Regions from separate parts of the Hordeum vulgare genome. Here all the other regions are linked to region 2. A link is a contact called in public Hi-C and HiChIP or PLAC-seq data. All regions are on one chromosome and are shown on one strand. The core of a region is the stretch at or near the end of the contact, and the rest is flanking DNA. Distances in the headings are between cores, read along the strand shown. Region 1 holds the start of LOC123444408 (probable alpha,alpha-trehalose-phosphate synthase [UDP-forming] 7). Region 2 holds the start of LOC123440255 (transcription repressor OFP1-like). Region 3 holds the start of LOC123444410 (ras-related protein RIC2-like).

The links. Hi-C and Micro-C count contacts between places; a contact is called where the count stands out from the background. HiChIP or PLAC-seq counts read pairs in DNA pulled down with a chosen protein or histone mark.
Region 1: a contact with region 2 is called in an H3K4me3 HiChIP or PLAC-seq map of embryo, with 10 times the contacts expected there. The contact joins the promoter of LOC123444408 here to the promoter of LOC123440255 in region 2. A contact is called at or near these places in 1 of 6 Hi-C or Micro-C datasets (leaf) and 1 of 1 datasets of contacts at active chromatin or transcription factors (embryo).
Region 3: a contact with region 2 is called in a Hi-C map of seedling, with 2.7 times the contacts expected there. The contact joins the promoter of LOC123444410 here to the promoter of LOC123440255 in region 2. A contact is called at or near these places in 1 of 6 Hi-C or Micro-C datasets (seedling) and 1 of 1 datasets of contacts at active chromatin or transcription factors (embryo).

What each region holds. Positions count from the first base shown.
Region 1 is chr3H:486,005,900-486,008,868 of MorexV3_pseudomolecules_assembly, forward strand. LOC123444408 (probable alpha,alpha-trehalose-phosphate synthase [UDP-forming] 7) reads right to left here and starts at 1,679. Exons shown (of 3, transcript XM_045121109.1): 1 at 1-1,679. The coding sequence starts at 1,516.
Region 2 is chr3H:486,431,709-486,435,036 of MorexV3_pseudomolecules_assembly, forward strand. LOC123440255 (transcription repressor OFP1-like) reads left to right here and starts at 1,994. Exons shown (of 1, transcript XM_045116832.1): 1 at 1,994-3,071. The coding sequence starts at 2,117. The coding sequence ends at 2,986.
Region 3 is chr3H:486,801,414-486,804,406 of MorexV3_pseudomolecules_assembly, forward strand. It overlaps LOC123444410 (ras-related protein RIC2-like), which reads left to right and starts at 1,263. Exons shown (of 2, transcript XM_045121111.1): 1 at 1,263-1,681. The coding sequence starts at 1,446.

The DNA of each region.
Region 1 (2,969 bases), core at 429-2,928, 430 kb before region 2:
CGAGCATGCTCTTCTTCGGCCCAGTCACCTCCGATGAGGACTCCGACCTAGGTATCCCCTGCCTACAAACGATGTATTCATATGGTGTCAAGTTCATCCCATCCCTTACCGCGGTCACCACCACACATTCTGCAATCGTATAGTAGGCACTCTTCTCCACACTAGACACATCTCTATCAATAAAAACAACAGGGCTGTACCCGGACCGGCCAAACTCTTCATTAATCCTATTGTAGCTCTCACGAATCTCAGCCTCAATGGCTTCCAGATCTTTACCCTTCCCACGGACTGGCTTTGCAATCTGCACCAACACTGCTCGTCCCTGCCACTTGGGGTGTGTCCTCAGCATATTCTCAAAGGCAAGAAGCTTCAAATTGATCCCTTTAAAGATATCCATATCATCCATACCGAGCAACACAGTCTTCCCCTCAAACTGCTGCTGCAGCTCGGAAACTCTCCACTGCCTGTCCGGCAAGCAGAGAACCGACTGCAACTGATCCATATGAACTCCCACCGGCATGATTTTGATCCCAACAGTGCGGCCAAAGTACTCCAATCCAATGTATCCACGCTTGGACTGGTATTCGATTCCCAGCATCCTACTGCAGCATGAGAGGAAATGCCTGGCGTAATCGAAAGTGTGGAACCCGATGAGATCACAATTGAGCAGCGCCTTTAGGATCTCCTCGCGGACAGGCAGGGTGCGGTAGATCTCCGAGGAGGGGAATGGGCTGTGGAGGAAGAAGCCGATGCGGAGGCGGTTGAAGCGGCGGCGGAGGAAGGTGGGAAGCGCCATGAGGTGGTAGTCGTGGACCCACACGTAGTCGTCCTCCGGGTTGATGACCTCCACGACCTTCTCGAAGAAGAACTTGTTGGCGAGCACGTATGCCTCCCACGAGCCGCGGTCGAAGCGGCCGTTGCCAGCCGGGGAAGCCGATGAGGAGGATGAGGAGGAGGTTGGTGTAGAGGCGAAGGGGAGCATGTAGTGGAAGAGAGGCCAGAGTTGGCGCTTGCAGAAGCTGTGGTAGAAGCGGTCGTGGAGGGACTCGGGGAGGAACACCCCGACGCAGCGGAAGCGGTCGTACAGCGCCTGCGAGACCTCGTCCTGCTCGGCGAGGGGGATGTCGGCGCGCACGCCGCCGACGAAGAGCACCTCCATCTCGTCGGGAATGCCGTCGCGGAGCTGGAGGAGCAGCGAGTCGTCGTCCCAGGAGAAGGACCAGCCGCGGCCGTCGGGGCGGCGGCGCGCGACGATTGGGAGCTGGTTGGAGACGACAAGCAGGCGCTCGCCCGACACCGAGGAGGGCACGTCGGAGGCGACGCTGTTGGTGGCCGCCGGCTCCGACTCGTCCTCCCCGTCGAGCTCCGACAGCGTCCCCGGCACCGTCATGACCCGCGACATCCGCTTCATCCCGAACGAGCCCGACCTCCGCCGCGCCCCGCCGCCCGCCGGGCCCAGCGCGGCGAAGTTGCCCTCGGCGAGATCGAGCAGGTTGGTATACGACCGCGACATCATGGCTGAAACCGCCGCCTCGGGAAATCCAGGCCCCTCGGAAACCGCGAGATCGTGCCCCGCTTTGATCCGATCCGATCTGATCGAGACGGCGAGCGAGGGAGGTTGGGGGGGGGGGGGGGGGGAGTGGTGGGCTTTCGAGTTTGGAAGTGAAACCGGAGGCGAGAGGTTGGGGACGGGGGAGGAGGACGCGCCCCGTATATTCCACGGGGTGGGGGTTAGGCTCGGGCTGAGGCTGAGGCTCGGTGCACGACTCCCTCGTGGACTAGCGCCCACTGACAGCAACGGGCAGCCGCCGGGTCGGTGGGTGCGATCTCCGTGGACCGCGCCTATCTAGGCTGCGCGAAACGGGGGGCGGGCGACGCGCAGGGGATAAGGTTTGCGCTCGCACTCTCCGATGCCAGCTGGCGTCACGCGCCCCACCTCCCCTCCCCTTGTGGGGCGCACTCACTTATTAACGGTTACGATGAGGGCCGCTACAGGCGCCGCTGGCCGACGGACGGACCAGATCCAGGCGGCCGTGGTTGCTTACATAATTGTCGCCCATTTTAACTGTTCCGGTGGCTCGTTTCGTCCTCTTCTTTCCCGGTGGGCACGCCTTTGCGGCGATAAAAACGTGTCGGGTGCAGGCGTGGCCACGACGCCGTGGCCGGGGTGACGCAGGGCGTGACGCGCGCGCCGGGGAAGCGCCTGCACACCGCTCCTGTAGGATTTTTTTTTCTTTTGAGAATCTCCGCTCCTGTAGGCTTGTTTGTAGTATTGCTCTGTTTCTTCTGCCGCATTTAAGATCTTTGTGGAGTCCCGTCCCGGCTAACAAATCTGTGGTTTTTGGTCGAAAGGCAAAGCATGTGGCTCAGAGCCTCCGCGCGACGCGATCCATCGTGCTCAGCGTCGGGCCATCGCTCGCATCGCGTGCTCGGGCCGCAGCTACGACGCCCGTGGCAGGGCTCATCAGATTGGAAGTTGTGCGTTGTCTTTTACCATGTCTCGACAGACAACGGGCTATATCTAGTTTTCGTGGTGAGGCGGGTAGGGCCTCCTGAAAGCAACCTTGCAACGCTCGACCGGAAAAAATAAGATCTCGTCTCGCCGTGGCGATTCAGCGGTCGTGATTCTGAGAAGGACAATTATATTATACTACTGTATCTGTTAAGTAATGGGCTGCGGGTTAAGCTTAACATAATCCAAGTGGTCATTCTAAATGGAAAGCGAGCGCCGCGGCACTTGAGCAGTTCAAGAAGCCGGCCATCTCCTTTTTTTAAGCAGGCAGCCAGGACGAATCAACGCACGTTTCGTCCAAAGAGGCCTTCCAGACGATGTGGCTGCTGCTGCTGGTGGCAAACTTTCTCCGGGCTGGAAAACGGATTCGAGCCCCCAAACGGCGGGTGAGATCCATCGGCGGTGCGCGGTCGTCTCGTCGTCCCCCAGACGCCAGCTCGGATCGCAGGGCACCGCC
Region 2 (3,328 bases), core at 744-3,243:
TACATTCAGTTAATGCGATATGACCATCGAGATGCCCTGCTGAGTTTAGTTGTGTGTGGAGAAAAAAATATCAAAAGGACCATCACTCCTAACGATATATTGGCAGGTGATCCTACACTCTGGTTTGGATGGAGTTGTCGATTTTGCCCAAGCTTGCTTGCTGCCTGTAGCTAGGATAGGATCCCCACCTTCTCCCCTTATCTCCATCCAGCATGGAGCAAGTAGCCTCCCCGTCCGTCAGCACACCCCATCTTCCCCTAGATCCAGCCAGCAAGGAGCAAGAAGCAGCACACCCCACCTCCCCTCACCACCTTCTCCCCCTGGATCCAGCCAGCAAGGAGCAAGCAGCAGAGCGCCCAACCTCCCCTCCCTGTCTCCGGCAGCAGCGAGCAGCCATGTGGGAGCTACCTTATCCCAATTCCACCAGCATCAGCAGATCCGGCGTCGCTGCTCCGACGCGTCCCTCCCTCCCTCATCCAGGGAAGAGGGGCGCCTCTGCTGCACCCCCGACACGCCTTCAGGACGCGGCGTGCCTCACCCGCGCAATGCTCGTCTCCCACAGCTGGTTCCGCTTCATCTCCGACAAGCCCTTCCTCGACCGTTTCCGTGGCAGTCCAGCGTCGGGTCTGGACGGATATCGCCGTCGCCGCCCGCCTGGCTTCTGCATCGCGGCCAGCCTCGACCTCCAGCTCGCTGCAGAGCCGCCCGCTCGAAGCCAAGCCGGTCCAGCGCGCCTGAGACCCCACCGCCATCGGATCCGCGCGGAGGCTTTGCCCGAAGGACGCAAACGGTCGGCGGCGAGGGGAGGAGGTGAATCGGGTCGGGGCGGACGCGATATGCGCCGGAGTGACAGCTGCCCAGGGGCTTTTTTTGAAAAAACGAAACGTTTTTTCCACTTAATGAAAGACCGCGGGTTGATTTCACAAAAATAGGGGGACTTTTCTGCAAAAACGGTACGACGGCAGAAGGCATAGCCGCTTTATTATTTGGGAGAGATATCGCGAGGAGCGGCAGGATGACCCGTCGGTAAAAAATAGTCAAATCTCGAAATTTTTACAGTCAAAAGACGAATTTTTGTCGCGGGAGCGCTACAGTTTATCCTCGCATGCATGGAAAAGTAGGGAGTAGCAGAGACAGGCCCGGCCGCAGGTCAGTAAAAAGGCGTGGAATGCCCGAGGCGGGACTTTGTTCGAACAAAGCAGGAGGCCGGACACTCACGCTGCTCAGACGCAGAGGATGCAACAACCGTAGCCGTAGGCATGCAAAAGCCGGCACGCCAGGCACAGGCCGCGGGCCCCACCCAATCTCCAATCACCACCACAGTCCACAGCCTCTGCAGCTGCTACTCCACGCCACGGTGCCGCCCTTTTCCCGCAATCCGCAGCGCGCGTGTCTGCAGCTCTGCTCTCTCGCGGTGAAAAGGAATGGAAAGGCAGCCAGGGCACGCACGCACGCACGCAAAGACGAGAGGCGAGTTTGCGCCGTGGCCTCGTGGAATGGGGTCTCAGGAGTTTCGCCCCAGTGGCCTCCTCGATCGGTGATTCCCTTTGGTTGCATCTCACTTTCTGTTCCCAAAGTTGCACTCCTCCTGATCGCTCCACGCCCAGCCATGTCTCATTGTCCCTGATGCCAGCGCTAATAAGCCGGTCTTGTTGAGTGCATCCAAATCGATCTCCTGATCATAATCTGTAAAAGAGACCACTGTCAAGATCTGGGTAAACACAACAAAAGTCATACATACAGCAGGGCTGTGTGATATTAGCATGTCGCCAAAGGCTGCACTAATAGTACTACTACTTTGAAGTCTGCGAGGGACACGCCAAACATGATGTACTCCTACTATTACTCCCGAACAATCAGCTTAAATATCACTAGCGTCAATCACGCAAATCAATCAGCCAAAATGCAGGGCACATGCATGCAAAAGAGAAGTGGACGGCTTATTAAAGCTCTAGCTTCCCAGCTTTGAACTTTCAAACGTCATACCGTAGCTTGGCCGCCAAAACCCCTCGACTTTAAATACCCCATGGCCCCGGACTCTTCTCTCCTCACACTCCAAGCTCACATCACATAATAACCGAGCTCACCAAGAACACCGAGAAACCAGCAGATAGCCATGGGGTGGTGGGGGCTGAAAACTACCAAGCAGCAGGACCATGCGCACCAAGAGAGCAAGAGCGGCAAGGGCAAGGCGGCCTTCTCGCCGCTCACATGGTTCTCCAAGCTCACGGCTAAGCACAATGCCGCTGCTTCCTCTAAGCTCAAGCACGGCGCGCCTGAGCCCAAGAGCTCCGGCGGCGGCGGCTTCCACGAGCGCGCGACCCCGGGCCCGGCACCGCAGAGCAATCCGGCAGATGCCTTCTCACCCACGGCCGCGGCCGCTGATATCGTGCCGCGTCGCCTCTCGGTCGGCAACGACGACGCCGAGGCTGAGGCCACGGCCGCGCGCCAGCTCTACCGCCGACGCCACTACTCCGTCGGCGGTGATCGGGATCTCCCTCCGCTCAGGCACCTCATCGCGTTCTCCCGCGCCGCCTCCCCGCCGCAGCCTGCGCCGACCCCGGTGCTGACGGCAATGCCGCCGCTACCATCCGACGCGGACGAAGAGAAGCTGCCTCCGAGGCGCCAGCGCCGTCGCCGAGGAACCGGGCGGCGATCTTTCTCCGGAAGGACTGCGCCGGGCGCGAGGCTGGCAGCGGTCCGCGTCCGGTCGCCACGGTGCGCCGTGGCAGCCGTGTCGGGGCTCGAGAGGTTCGCGGTGGTGCGGCGGACGAGCGACCCGCAGCGGGAATTCCGCGACTCGATGGTGGAGATGATCGCGAGCAAGCGCATCGGGCGGCCGGAGGAGCTGGAGACGCTCTTGGCGTGCTACCTCTCGCTCAACGCCGACGAGCACCACGATTGCATCGTTAAGGTGTTTCGCCAGGTCTGGTTTGAGCTCAACCCCGCCCGCGTGGCCACCGTCACCGGCCAGGCTCGTAGCTGAACTTCCTTTGTCGGGCAGCCGCCCGGCTCGTCCATGTAACATGTGCCGGTGGTTCATAATTGGCGAAGTACGGCGATCTTTTTCAGAGATGCTTGTTTTCTTCTCCTATAAACGCGCTGGCTGTGGGCAAAATTGATAAATTTGATCTACACGCGAAAAAATTTCATAATCTAAACCGCGTTTGAAAAAATTCATATAACTGATCCTTTTGTGTGGCGCCGACAATGAGGCGCCACACTATACTGTGTGTCACATTTGTCTTAAACGTCACAGAATGTAGTGTGACGTCTATATCTTATAGTATCTCCAGCCGCACCCCCAACAAGCCCCTTTGAGGCGATT
Region 3 (2,993 bases), core at 13-2,512, 370 kb after region 2:
ATATTATAGCATCTACAATAGAAGATGTAGATGCAAAAAATAACTAGCTTTTGCAGCTTCGAGGCCCCAAAACGCCGCTTCAAGACATTATGCAGATACAAAAAAAATACATCTGCGAGATGTATCCTATACCACTTTGTGGTGCAATTTTGCATCTTCAACTCGAGGAGATGTAAAGTCGCGTCCGTCCACCAACCACCCAACCGCCACTTCCTTTCCCTTCCGCGCGACCGGCTGCGGCCGCCCAACTCCGCTGCCAGCCAAATCCACTTCAAATCGTCGCCGCTGTCCACCGCCCGACGCCCACACGGGCCCGCCGTTACTTCGCCACCCCACCCCTCGTCCCCAGCCGCTTACCTCGCCCAGGCGCCGCCCAGAGCCGTCGATTCAGTTTCAGCCGTCGATGAATCGAAGTTTCTTCGACGCCCGCGGCTGGCCTAAATGCCTTCGCGTGTGAGGTCTACGATGGGGTAGGCTTCATCCAAGATTAGACCCGTGCCCCCTCCCCCCGCGAGAGATAGTGAAGGCACGCCACTTCGTCTGCTTGATGGCCGCAAGCCTTGCCGTTCTTCCGGCCGTGCGAAGACGCACGCCTGCCACACAGAGCTCCCGACGACACCGGCCATCTCTTTAGTTGTGCAGTCCCCGCCGCTTGCAACCGTTGCCGGCTGTACAGCGGCCGTGCGACGGTCGGTCAGTTTTGCATCTCCAGTTTACATCAACTATTGGAGTTGCCCATTTACATTATCGTTTTACATCATCTGTTGAGGTTGAAACCTTTTTAAAAATATAAAATCACTTTTTGATGATGTAAATTCTATAGCACCTACTTTTGCATCTTCAAATATACATGTTCCAAATGGATCTACATCTTGACTCTCGAGGTAGAGCACAATTTTACACTAAGGTTTAGTTGAAAGCAATGTTTTGTTTCTAAACCTCGGTATTTTAATACTACAATTTTTTATACAATGACAATGTATACTGTAGTTTATGAAAACAATGACATGTTTGGCAATCGAAATATACAGTGTCGTAATAATACTGCAAAAATACTACAGTTTTATGTATATTGTAGTTTATAATACTACAATTTTAATCAGACCCAAACACCTCAAAGTATTTAAAATCATTGTATTTTGACTGTAGTATTCTTGAAATACTTTAAAAATAGTTTGGAACCAAACACAGCCTAAATCATAAAACTGCAGGGGGTTTCGTGCACAAGAACGGCGCACCAAATAAATATTTCAGATTTATTACGACTGCGTAGCAGCAGCAAGGCAGCAAACCCAGTTCACACGGTGTCGCTGTCGCCCATTACTGCTCCGTCGTCGTCCACAGCGACGCCAACGCTGCACCCAGCCAGACCCCGCGAGATCCAGAGCCTAGCACTAGCTGGCCGGGGAGGAGGAAGGTCCAGGACCCGCGAGACAGGCAAGGGGATGGCGGGCAGCGGAGGCGGCGCCTACAGGGCGGAGGACGACTACGACTACCTCTTCAAGGCGGTGATCATCGGCGACTCCGGCGTCGGCAAGTCCAACCTGCTCTCGCGCTTCACCAAGAACGAGTTCTGCCTCGAATCCAAGTCCACCATCGGGGTCGAGTTCGCCACCCGCAGCCTCCAGGTCGACGGCAAGGTCGTCAAGGCCCAGATTTGGGACACCGCTGGCCAGGAGAGGTGCTTGCTCGCCTCCCATCTCTTAATTACTAACTCCTGCCACTTCCTGTTAGTAGCTGTTCAAATCGCTGGTAGTAGTATGCTCGCCAGTATGGATTTGCTTGCTTCCTGATCTGTTTCTTCGGACCCAGGATGCTACCTTCGCTTGGCCATTCATTTGCTCTATCAAATTAGTTTGGTGATGCTGGTAATCTGGTGATTGCTTCATTTTTGTTGCCAGTCTAGACGATCTTGGTATAGTGTGGATCGGAGTGGAGTAGTAAAGCAGTGGCAAATACCAAATGAAGTACTATTGCTTGGTACCCCAACTCAGGTCTGCGTTTCACTTGATTCGTCCTCTAGGTTAGATCGGACACCTACTTGTGATTTAGCTGTTGGACTTTCGTTTCTTACATCTTAGAGTTTAGTGGTTTGGGGTTGAAACCATTGTTGTTGTTCTAGACTTCTAGTGGCTGTGGTGTCTTCTTTTATTGGAGTTCATACATAAACCAGTGGAGAGATGCATCGTGGAATTGTTGGATTATGCACCAGCACACTTGGTGTGACCATGCGAGGGGTGTGATTGGAGAAGGAAAGGTGTGTCACAGGTTTTGGAAGATCTGTTGGTGTGGCCTTGGCGATGAAATGACCACTGCAGAGGGTTATTCTTGCTAGATCTCAGAATAGAAATTGCCACAGAATCACTACGTTTCTGAATCATGTGGGGGTATAATTACACTCGTACAACATAAGTTGGTTCCCAACTTATCTGGCCTGTAGCACGATACAAATGATTTCGATCAGCTAGCTGTCTAGCCAGCAACTGCAGCAGCAGGTCATCGAGACCACTTTAGAGCAGCAACATTCACACAAAAAGAGGGGATGCAGAAAATAAGGAGCAGTTTCGATGCATCATCAGGAAACCCACTGCCTACACTCGGCTCGGACACAGGTTATAGGACGAAAACCTGATTGCGGAAAATAAGGAGCAGTACAAATTGTGACAATAACAGTCTTGATTTGATTTTTTTTTTTTGCTATGCTGTGTGTACAGACTATAGACATACATAAGTCTTTGGTTCATCAAGGGAATTCTTGCCTAATTGATAGAATGATAGGACAAAATGATAGCTCTGTGATTCCCGTTTGAGAATAGAGTGTTCACTAGGAAACAGCTCACACAAATTTGTTTTGTCCATCAACAAATGACTCACATGCTACTGGAACTTGCAAATTGAGAAATTAGATCTGAATGCCATGCAACTGTAATGGGAGACAATCATACAACGCAAAATACAAAATAGGCTAGGGTGGAAAAAAGGACCGCGCCCCC